3 separate regions of the Hordeum vulgare genome follow, and all the other regions are linked to region 3. Evidence: chromatin contacts called from public Hi-C data. All regions are on one chromosome and are shown on one strand. The core of a region is the stretch at or near the end of the contact, and the rest is flanking DNA. Distances in the headings are between cores, read along the strand shown.

Region 1 (3,335 bases), core at 296-2,795, 180 kb before region 3:
GGGTGCAACTGTACAACCTGAGTCTTCTGAATAACTGGTAAGAATTTCTACAGCAGAAAAGGCACTCTTCTTCCGCATTTCAGGATTACTGCACCACCCAATGTCCCAGTCACTGTAGATGGCCCATGCTTCTCCTCTCCGGGGATATAATTCAAGATGCTGATTTACATTATCACAAGATATTTCGTGGGAGAACATACTCAGAGAAGATAGCGACATTTGCCGTTCTTCAGCAATGAAGGTTCCACAGACGAATGGCAAGCTTGCAATTAACCACTCCTTCTCTTCATGAGATTGCGGGCATGGTTTGAACCACGATACATATAGCTGCATCTTATCTGTCAAAACTTTATTTATTCGTGCATATCTGCGAGGAAACTTCTCCCAGTCATAACCTGCCCAGATCTGGCCAGTAGCAAACTGGTGTATCGATCTGTCCTCCTCAAAGTTATGATGGTCATACTGTTGACTAGAGCAGGGGTCATCTTGTATGGCATCTGAGAGATCAGCAAAGCAGCCGTCGGGATCTTCCTCCGAAGAGGACACAGAATACACGTCCTTCTCCCATGCACTCTTAAGCTTCTTGTCTGCATGGTTTTCCTCAGGCAACTCGAACTCACCATCATCACCTAAAAAGCAATGATCGGTCCTCTTGGTTTTGGAAGAACTAGCCACGTTTGAACAATTTCCTACATCCAAAAATGGTCGGTCAACCTGCCAAACATGCTTCGTGTCCACGCTTTTTACTCTATCCAGGTCAGGATTTGTGCCGAGAGGAGTTGCTGACCCATCGACATGCATCCGTTCGGTCTGCGAAATGGAATCACGCCGCAAGTCAGCGTGAGCACTGCTAAACGCACCAACTGCCATCTGCTTGACCGAACCCCCCGCCGTGTTGCTCGAGTCGAAGCTGGCCCTCTTGGCCGGGTCGGACAGCACCTTGTAGGCGTCGTGGACGAGACGGAGCGCCAGGTCGGCGCCGGGGAGGGCGTCCCTGACGGGCTCCAGCTGGGCCAGGAGGGCCCTGTGCCGCGCCTCGATGGCGGCGGCGCCGTCCCCGGGCAGGACCTGGAGGGCCCGGTACCAGTGCGGCGTGCGGCCGGCGGGGGCGGCGCAGAGGACCTCCAGCACGGCGAGCATCTCGACGGCGCCGTCGAGGCCGGGGTTGGTCTGGAGCGTCTCCAGCAGCAGCGTCCTGGCGCCGGTGTAGTCCCCGGCCCGCATCCTCGCCGAGATCGCCTCCCGGTCCGCCTCGCCGTCCCCATCCTCCATCCTGCAGCCAGAAATCCTCGTCAGAGCCGAACTCGATCCCCGCATTCGATCCCCGTGCGATACAAATCGGCAATCACGCTCCGTGGCACGAAGCCGGAACCTCACCTGCCGCGCCCACCGGCCGGGACGGGGGACGAATTCGAATCGAGGTGCCCCTGAACCCTAGCGCGGGGACGGCGATTTCCGCCGCGATTTGGGGTTTGACTCTTCGGCGCTGCTACGGCGAGCGCAGCGACTTCCCCAGTAGGGGTCAATGGCCGGTTCGAGCTCTACAACTTCATTCTGTGGCCTACGGTGTGGCAGCGACCCCACCGCTTCCCTCGTGGGCTAGGCCTCCCCAGACCGACAAGCGAATGGGCTGGCAAGTCAATAGGAGAGCAAGCGAGCAACTGGGTGCGTTTGGACCCCAAGCAAAATCAGTTATATCTTTGCCAGGCTAGAAAACACGTTTGGTATAACCCAAAAAATATCGTTTCTGAGGGCAAGTTAGGTGGTGTTTCTTTACCCAGGGACTAGACTAAAAAGTCCCTTTTAGTCCCTAGGTAAAGAAACATGAGGGACTTTTTTAGTTTTTTTCTTTTCGATTTCTGGTTTCGTACATTTTTCAGCTAACCCTTTAAAGTATTTTTGTTTTCAGTTTTTTCTTTATTGGCAAGGTATGTTGGTTCTCTGTTTTCCTTTTTGGGTTTTTTTCATTGTATTTTTTAAAAATTTATATTTCAAACAAAATTATGGGTGGGAGCTTCCAACACGATCAAATGTCAACTTTTAACTCGGTTTCACAACCCTGAAATGCAAGCGTTAGATATTAAAACTCTTTAAAGTCACGGTCAATGAAGCTTTAGAGGCGCGGTTCATGAATCTCTAGAGGCACGGTTGTAATACAAGAAAATAATCAAATGGGGATATGTTATGCGGTGACAGGAGGCACGGTCAATGAATCTTTAGAGGCATGTTTCATCAATATTCAGAGTCACGTTCATCAATCAGTATAGCCACATTCCATGAATCTTTAGAGGCACGGTTCATCAGAAATCCTCGTCAGAGCCGGACTCGATCCCCGTCGATACAAATCGACAATCATGCTCCATGGCACGAAGCCGGAACGGGGCCGGAACCTCGCCTGCCGCGCCCATCGGCTGGGACGGGGGACGAATTCGAATCGAGGTGTCCCTGAACCCTAGCGCGGGGACGCCGATTTCTGCCACGATTTGGGGTTTGACTCTTCGGCGCCGCTACGGCGAGCGCATTGACTTCCCCAATAGGGGTCAATGGTCGGTTCGAGCTCTACAACTTCGCTCTGTGGCCTACGCTATGGCGGCGACCCCACCGCTCCCCTCGTGGGCCAGGCCTCCCGAGAGGGACAAGCGAATGGGCTGGCAAGTCAATAGCCAGCTTCGGAGTGCTCGTTTGTATAAATTGTGGACCGAATAGGTAGAAACAAGAATAACCCAGCGGAGTGAAAGGAGTGCGGTTCAGTTACTCAGGGAGCACTCCTTTCCACGCGTCGTCACTTGGCGCTCTCACCCGTCATCACGCGTCGTGTTTTAAGCGTTTTTTTTTGTACTTTTTCGCACGTGTTTTTGTTTTTAATTGGTTTTTCCGGGTTTTTTTGTGGTTTTTTTCATCGATCTTTCTTAGTTTTTGATGAAAAACAAACTTTAAAAAAATTACAAGAAAAAACACGTTATCTGGTTTTTTTCTATTTACCTGTTTTTTTTCTATAAGAGACACGATTTTGCTTTCGTGAGAGGCTAGTTTATGCCTTTCGGAAACAAAAAATGTATTTTTTGTTTTTGTTTTTGCCAGAGGCTGTTGAGGAACGTAGCATGGAAAACAAAAAAATTCCTACGCACACGCAATACCTATCCATGGTGATGATCATCTACGAGAGGGGAGAGTGAATCTACATACCCTTGTAGATCGCAAAGTGGAAGCATATATAACGCGGTTGATGTAGTGGAACATCTTCGTGATTCAAATCGCAACCCGTTCCGCGATCTCATCACGATCCGTCCCGCGATCCCATCACGATCCATCCCGATCTAGTGTCGAACGGACGG
Region 2 (3,176 bases), core at 225-2,724, 160 kb after region 3:
AGGGCAAGAATAAATTGTTGATCAGATCAAAATCGAATGATTCATGCCTCAAATTGGATAAAAGGCTTCTAAAATTAGAAAGCATGGTGTATATATTATTTTCTTTAAAAAGAGAATGATAACACCCCCGACATCCACATCGCTGCACACTAAGGGCTTGTTTGGTTGGATACTAATTTTGCCAAGTCAAAATGTGACAAACCATGAAAGTGTGGCAAGCCATAAAGTGTGGTTAAAAAAACAAACGCCAAACTTTTGTAAAAGTTGGCAAAAAAAGATTCTATGACAAATGGACCATAGCAACAATAAAGTGTGGCAAAAATCAAACATATGTCAATTAAACTGTGGCTGCCAAATTTTGACTTGGCAAAATGTGGCCGGAAACCAATCATACCCTAATTTTCGTTTGAGTCGAGTTAGCCCGCATTAATCAGTAGCCTCATCTCGCTGAACGTTTGCACACCCACCCGTAAGAGGAAATGGAAAAGGAGGTGCTGCCATCATGCGCTTATCGCGTTACCGCGCAAGAAAGAAACGCTTGTCGCCGATCGATCAGTTTGCGCAGAAAGCCCGGCGATGCAACCAAGTGGCCAAAGGAAGCAAAGCAGGCGCCTTGCACGTCCACATCAACCCACCACGAAATGAAATACTACTACCCCATCCTTTTTCTGCAACGTCGAGCTTGTTAATTGTTTTTAGGGGTCGTCGAGCTTGTTAATTAGTGACGCACTACAAACACGAACACAAACCCCCCGACTCCTGACAAATCAAAGCCCACAAAAATAAGGAAAGGAATAAATATTTTATAACACAAGAATACACTACTTCTCAATTTACTTGTGGTTAATTAAATTAAATGGGTCGCCAACGCCTAGCTGAAACAGTAGAGACGGAATTCACGCCCGTCTACGAAACCGAAGCACATTCATCTACTCATTTATGAGAAAATGACGATGGTGCAAAAACAAATATGTTGGGAGTGAGGGGAGGAGAGGAAGAGGGAGCGTGTGGAGGGGCGGGCACTGACTGGGTGGCTGGCTGGCGCGTCCCAGCGGGAAATGAATGGGGCTGGGTCGTAAAAAGCTGTCCCGTAGGTGCGGCAGCGGCAGGCAGTGCTGCGCCCACCCACCCCGTTCGCTGCACCTCGGTCAGACCGGACCAGACAGGCCGCCCCCGCACACGCAACGCAGACCACCACCCCGGCCCCACCGCGCGCCATCGAGCCCGCCGGACCCCGACCCCCCGTCCACGCGGTCCGGTCACCGCCACGGTCCAGCACCGCCACCGCCACCACCACCACTGACACCGGCTCGGCTTGACGGGTCGGCTCGCCTCCGCCCGCCTACCCGGCTCGGCCCTCTCTCCCCTCCCCTCCGCTTTGTGCCGTGCGTGGGTGAGTGTGTTTCTCTCTCTACCCCCTACAAAGAGACCACCACCAAATCCGCCTACCCCATATCCCCTCCCCCTCCCTCCCCCGTCCTCCCCACAAAACATTTCCTTCCTCTTTCTACTGCCGCTCCGCTACTACTCCTCTCCCCTCCCCTCCTCTCGCTTCCCCTTTCCTCCATCTCCCACCCCTCGCTCCCTCCCCGCAGCCTCCTCGCGCAGCAGCAGCTAGGGTTCCTCGCGCCGCGCCGCCGGCCAGCAGAAGCAGCAGATGCCGCCGCCCGCCATGGCGACGCCGCAGGCACCCTCCGCAGGTACGCAAGCTTCCGGATCTGGCCAGCGCGCCCGTAATCCTCCTCCCACTCCACCTCGTCGGTTCCTGACGCTTACCGGTGCTGGTTTTCCGAGCAGGGGATCCGCTCTACGACGAGCTCTGGCACGCCTGCGCCGGCCCGCTCGTCACCGTCCCGCGCGTCGGGGACCTCGTCTTCTACTTCCCGCAGGGGCACATCGAGCAGGTCGGTCAAGCCCGCCTCCCTTCCTCCTCGCTTAATTCTACCCCCGCCTCGCGATTTGGCGCGGGGAGGCTCTTCTGCTTCGGTTCGCGCGCTGAATTTCCTTGCTCTCGCGCTGTTTTTTTGGTTTTCCAGGTGGAGGCCTCCATGAACCAGGTCGCCGGCAACCAGATGCGCCTCTACGATCTGCCGCCCAAGCTGCTCTGCCGGGTCATCAACGTCGAGCTCAAGGTGCCCGCTTACCCCTCACCCTTTTCCCTTGCTCAATTTCCCTCCCGCCTTCGTACAATTTCCTCGGCCTTGTTTTGTGTGCTCCGAAATTCGAGTCGGTCAGCTGATTTTTTTATGGGGGATTTTGGCAGGCGGAGGCGGACACCGACGAGGTCTACGCGCAGGTCATGCTCATGCCGGAGCCGGAGGTAAGCTCTAGCGTGAATTTCGCCCGGTTCAAACTGTGGGTATTTTCGTCCTCTTCCGCTCGAGGTGCTAATTTCCCTCCCCTCTCAACAATTCCTCAGCAAAATGAGATGGCGGTGGACAAGTCGACCTCTACAACGGGCGCCACGCCTCCGAGGCCGGCGGTACGGTCCTTCTGCAAGACCCTGACGGCATCCGACACCAGCACGCATGGCGGCTTCTCCGTGCTGCGCCGCCACGCTGACGAGTGCCTCCCTTCCCTGGTATATGTCGATTTTTACACCAGATCATTCGTATGGGGCTTGTTGCCTTCGTTTTTGCGGCATTTGCTGACCTGATCTATTTGGCAGGACATGACCCAGTCGCCCCCAACACAAGAGCTTGTGGCAAAGGATCTGCATGGCATGGACTGGCGCTTCCGCCATATCTTCCGTGGTAAGTTTCTGTTCCGTGCCTTGCTCTGATCTGTGGCAGTTTTACATCCCCATGTATGCCCAGTGTGTGTGATCTGAAGCTGATAACTTCAGTAGACCATTTGGTTGTAGCTTGCAATCAGTGACACCGCAACACATCAAATCTGCCTATAAATTGCAAGGGTTTATCTTGTACTTGATGATGGTGATGGCACCGATGATAATTGTGTTAACCGAGTGCAAATCAACAGGGCAACCTAGGAGGCATCTCCTTCAGAGCGGTTGGAGTGTGTTTGTCAGTTCCAAAAGGCTTGTAGCTGGGGATGCCTTCATTTTCCTCAGGTCTGTTGCTGTTTCCTTACTCACCAGCATAGCAATTCTTAACCTGGTGCTAAATGTGTTCTGCTCCACACAGAGGAGAGAGTGGCGAGCTTCGTGTTGGTGT
Region 3 (3,067 bases), core at 422-2,921:
AAATATCCTACACAATAAATAAATTAGCTAGTAATACTACCTACAAATCTGATAGTACATCTAGCCGTACATCTGCACTTCGTGCATAGTTATCGACAGTCAATCTGAAATCTATCTTGAATATACATGCTTTTCTAGGAACTGACTTCCTCAATCAATATTGACACATGTCCTGTTAGAATTTGAGAGGGGATGCAAAAATCTTGATACAAGCAATTGGGACAGGTGAACATGAACCAATCTACAGCCTACGGTTTGGGATGGGCGCCATACCTTAACAGGATAAATGGAAAATGAAAGTCGGCACTGTAGTAGGTCGTCTTCGTAGCTCTCCGGTGACGGTCGCGGCCTCGGTGACGGCCGTGGCTGCCGCCGGTCGTCTATCTCTGTTTCTTGTACGAGGGAAAGAGAAGATATGGAATAGATTGACCGAAGCGGTATGAGATTTAGGGTTAGTAATGGCAATGGTGGGTAATATCTCTTAACTTCTCTGGGCCTTTTTGGTTCCGCAAAAATAGAATCAACCTCTGGGTCGCTCCTCCGAGCTAGTCTATTTTCTGCTCCGCTCCTTGCTGATCCACGGATCCTATTTTCTTGGAGCTCTTGGCGTTCGGCTCTGCTCCCTCGGCTCTCGTACAGAATTTGAGAGTAGGAGCCGTGCCGAACACACCCTAAAACTAGTCTACTTAAGAGGCTAAAGTTTCAAGCACTCCTCACTAAAGAGAGGCTAAAACTAGTCTTGAGGCTAAAATCTTTTAGTCAGGGGTACCCTTACTAAAATGTGCATTAGTCCTATCTCTTCTCATTTAACTCCTCATGCAAACTCTGAATTGGAGGGTTTGTAAGATAATAAATGCTCATTAACTTGATTTTAGTCTCTTTAGTACTTGGATCCAAGCATGGATGAAGCTAGCAAGTTTTAGTCTTTATTACTTTTAGTCATGGGACTAAAACGTATCCAAACACCCTTGTTAGACTGTGCACGTATGCGCACGATTTGAGTATCATCGTGCTACACATGTCCTTGCTGTCCACTTGCTCGTAATTCATGTACTAGTATACCCTTGAACATCGCTTCCTGAGATAAAGAGCATGTTTATCTATCTATAGAGAAGCACACACGCACGGGACGAGATTTTTTCAGAAAAAGCAGGCACGGGACGAGACTGAGAGGCGGGCCCGTCCCACGGCACCGTGGGGCGAGGTGGCCCACAGGTCAGCCAGTGCGGCGACGCGAGGGCCGAAAAGAGGAGCGAACAAAAAGAAAAGCGGCGGGAAAAGGGAAATGCTCTCAAAGTACGGGCCGCGGGCATAATTACCTCCCCTCCCCACCATCCGTACTCGCTTTTCACCCCCACTGCCTCTGCTCTCTGCACATGCAAACGAAACGAGGAACAGTCCATTCAGCGCATACGTTTCCTGGAAACACAAGACAGCCCAAGAAATCCCCACACTATATATACACGAGAGGGAGTAAAAAAAAGATAGATCAAAGCAGCCGGTCGAAATTCCGTTTACCATTATTACGGTAACAGGAGGAAGCTTGCCAGATATGGGCGTAAACCGGAATTGATTGCGGCAACAGTGGCGCTACGGCGTGCGTGTGGGGGACTTTGAGGAGGGACAGCGGTATAGAATAGGTTTTCGGGGACAGGTTCTGGGCATGGCGCGCGGTTATCCACGCGCCCCTGCCCCGTCTCGGGCTCCCCCTTCCCCTCGTCTCTCTCTCTCCCCGCTCGCTCCTCCCGATGCTATCCGCCACCGCTAGAGCTACCCCGAGGAACGGAACGAACGAGGCCGTCGTAGTAAAACGTAAACCCAACCGGGGCGGGGTGAAAACGGGGGAGGGAATCCAGGCGGGCGGACGGACGGACGGACGGGAGAGGAGAATGTCTGGCTCCGGTCTTCATGCTCTGTCCTGTGGCTGCGTGCGCGCGTACGTGCTGCACTGGGGCTGAGCTGAGAGATGCGCCGGCAACCCAAAAGACCTTTTGATTCCCCACGCCAATGCCTTTGCCCCTCTGCTTTGCTCTCCCAGGCCGCCATCCTCCGTCCCCTCTGTGAGATTGTTTCCTCCTCTTCTCGCCCCGCCGTTCCGTTTCGACTTAAAGCTCCCCCTCCCCTCCCCTGCGTGCCGAGAGAGACGGCCAGAAGGCGAGGCCCGTCCGGGTGTCTTGGTAGGAGGTGCGGGGCGCGTGAGCTCTCTCGCACGCCAGCTCTGCTGCGGTGCGGAGGAGGGGAAGGGGGCCGTTTTCGCCGTTCCTGTCTTCTTCCTCGGGTATGGTTTTGGCACCGTGCCTAGTTCCTGCAAAAATCTCTGAGCCGTGTTCATTGCACTGACTGAGCTTGCTCGTTTCCGTTTCACTGTCCTCTTTCGACCGCAATAAATCTCATCTCCCCCTTGTTGATAAGCACGAACACAACATGCAGAAAATGGCATCTTGATAAAACCGCTCTTCGATCCTATTCCTCGAGCATTTCCCGTGGGGCGATTTCTTCTCTCCTCCCCGCTGCCAAATCGGTTCTTTGCTCCAATGGCGCGAGGAGCCAGGACGGCGGCGGTGACCAAGAACCCTGCCAAAACCCTCGCCGCCACTCTCCTCCTCCTCGCCCTCCTCGCCGTTGTCCTCCCGCTCTGCGCATCCCAGCCACCGCTGCACTCCCAGCCCCTGCCCGCCACCCAGTCCCCGGCCGCGCCCCTCCCGCCGCCGCAGCCCAGGGTGCCCCACGCGCAGGCCGGCGGCGCGGCCCGCCTCCGCCGCATAGCGCTCGGCGTGCTCCTCGGCTCGCTCGCCGGCTTCCTCCTCTCCCTCGCCTTCCTCTACGCCATCCGCGTCGCCGTGCTCCACGCCGGGAACACGCCGGCCGTCGCCAGGGGCCCAGTCTCCTTCACCCCGCAAATCTCGCCCAAGAGCCTCCAGTGCGCGCTCCCCTCCGCGCGCCCGCTCGCGCGCGGGCCCCGCGGGACGTACCACAAGCTCGACCTCGACGGCGACCTCACCGTCGCAGTCAAGATGCTCGACCTCGCCGCCGCCAGCCGCGCCGAGGCCTCGCCCTCGCCCTCGCG

Evidence for each region. Hi-C and Micro-C count contacts between places; a contact is called where the count stands out from the background.
Region 1: a contact with region 3 is called in a Hi-C map of leaf, with 5 times the contacts expected there. The contact joins the promoter of LOC123445309 here to the promoter of LOC123445312 in region 3. A contact is called at or near these places in 4 of 6 Hi-C or Micro-C datasets (leaf and seedling) and 1 of 1 datasets of contacts at active chromatin or transcription factors (embryo).
Region 2: a Hi-C map of seedling shows a contact between it and region 3, with 3 times the contacts expected there. The contact joins the promoter of LOC123445313 here to the promoter of LOC123445312 in region 3. A contact is called at or near these places in 4 of 6 Hi-C or Micro-C datasets (leaf and seedling) and 1 of 1 datasets of contacts at active chromatin or transcription factors (embryo).

Annotation. Positions count from the first base shown.
Region 1 is chr3H:580,008,683-580,012,017 of MorexV3_pseudomolecules_assembly, forward strand. LOC123445309 reads right to left here and starts at 1,546. Exons shown (of 2, transcript XM_045122270.1): 1 at 1,378-1,546; 2 at 1-1,273. The coding sequence starts at 1,272.
Region 2 is chr3H:580,354,100-580,357,275 of MorexV3_pseudomolecules_assembly, forward strand. It overlaps LOC123445313 (auxin response factor 4-like), which reads left to right and starts at 1,475. Exons shown (of 15, transcript XM_045122275.1): 1 at 1,475-1,700; 2 at 1,798-1,904; 3 at 2,037-2,132; 4 at 2,264-2,320; 5 at 2,420-2,581; 6 at 2,669-2,753; 7 at 2,983-3,073; 8 at 3,147-3,176. The coding sequence starts at 1,658.
Region 3 is chr3H:580,191,571-580,194,637 of MorexV3_pseudomolecules_assembly, forward strand. LOC123445312 (inactive leucine-rich repeat receptor-like protein kinase CORYNE) reads left to right here and starts at 1,672. Exons shown (of 2, transcript XM_045122274.1): 1 at 1,672-3,067. The coding sequence starts at 2,535.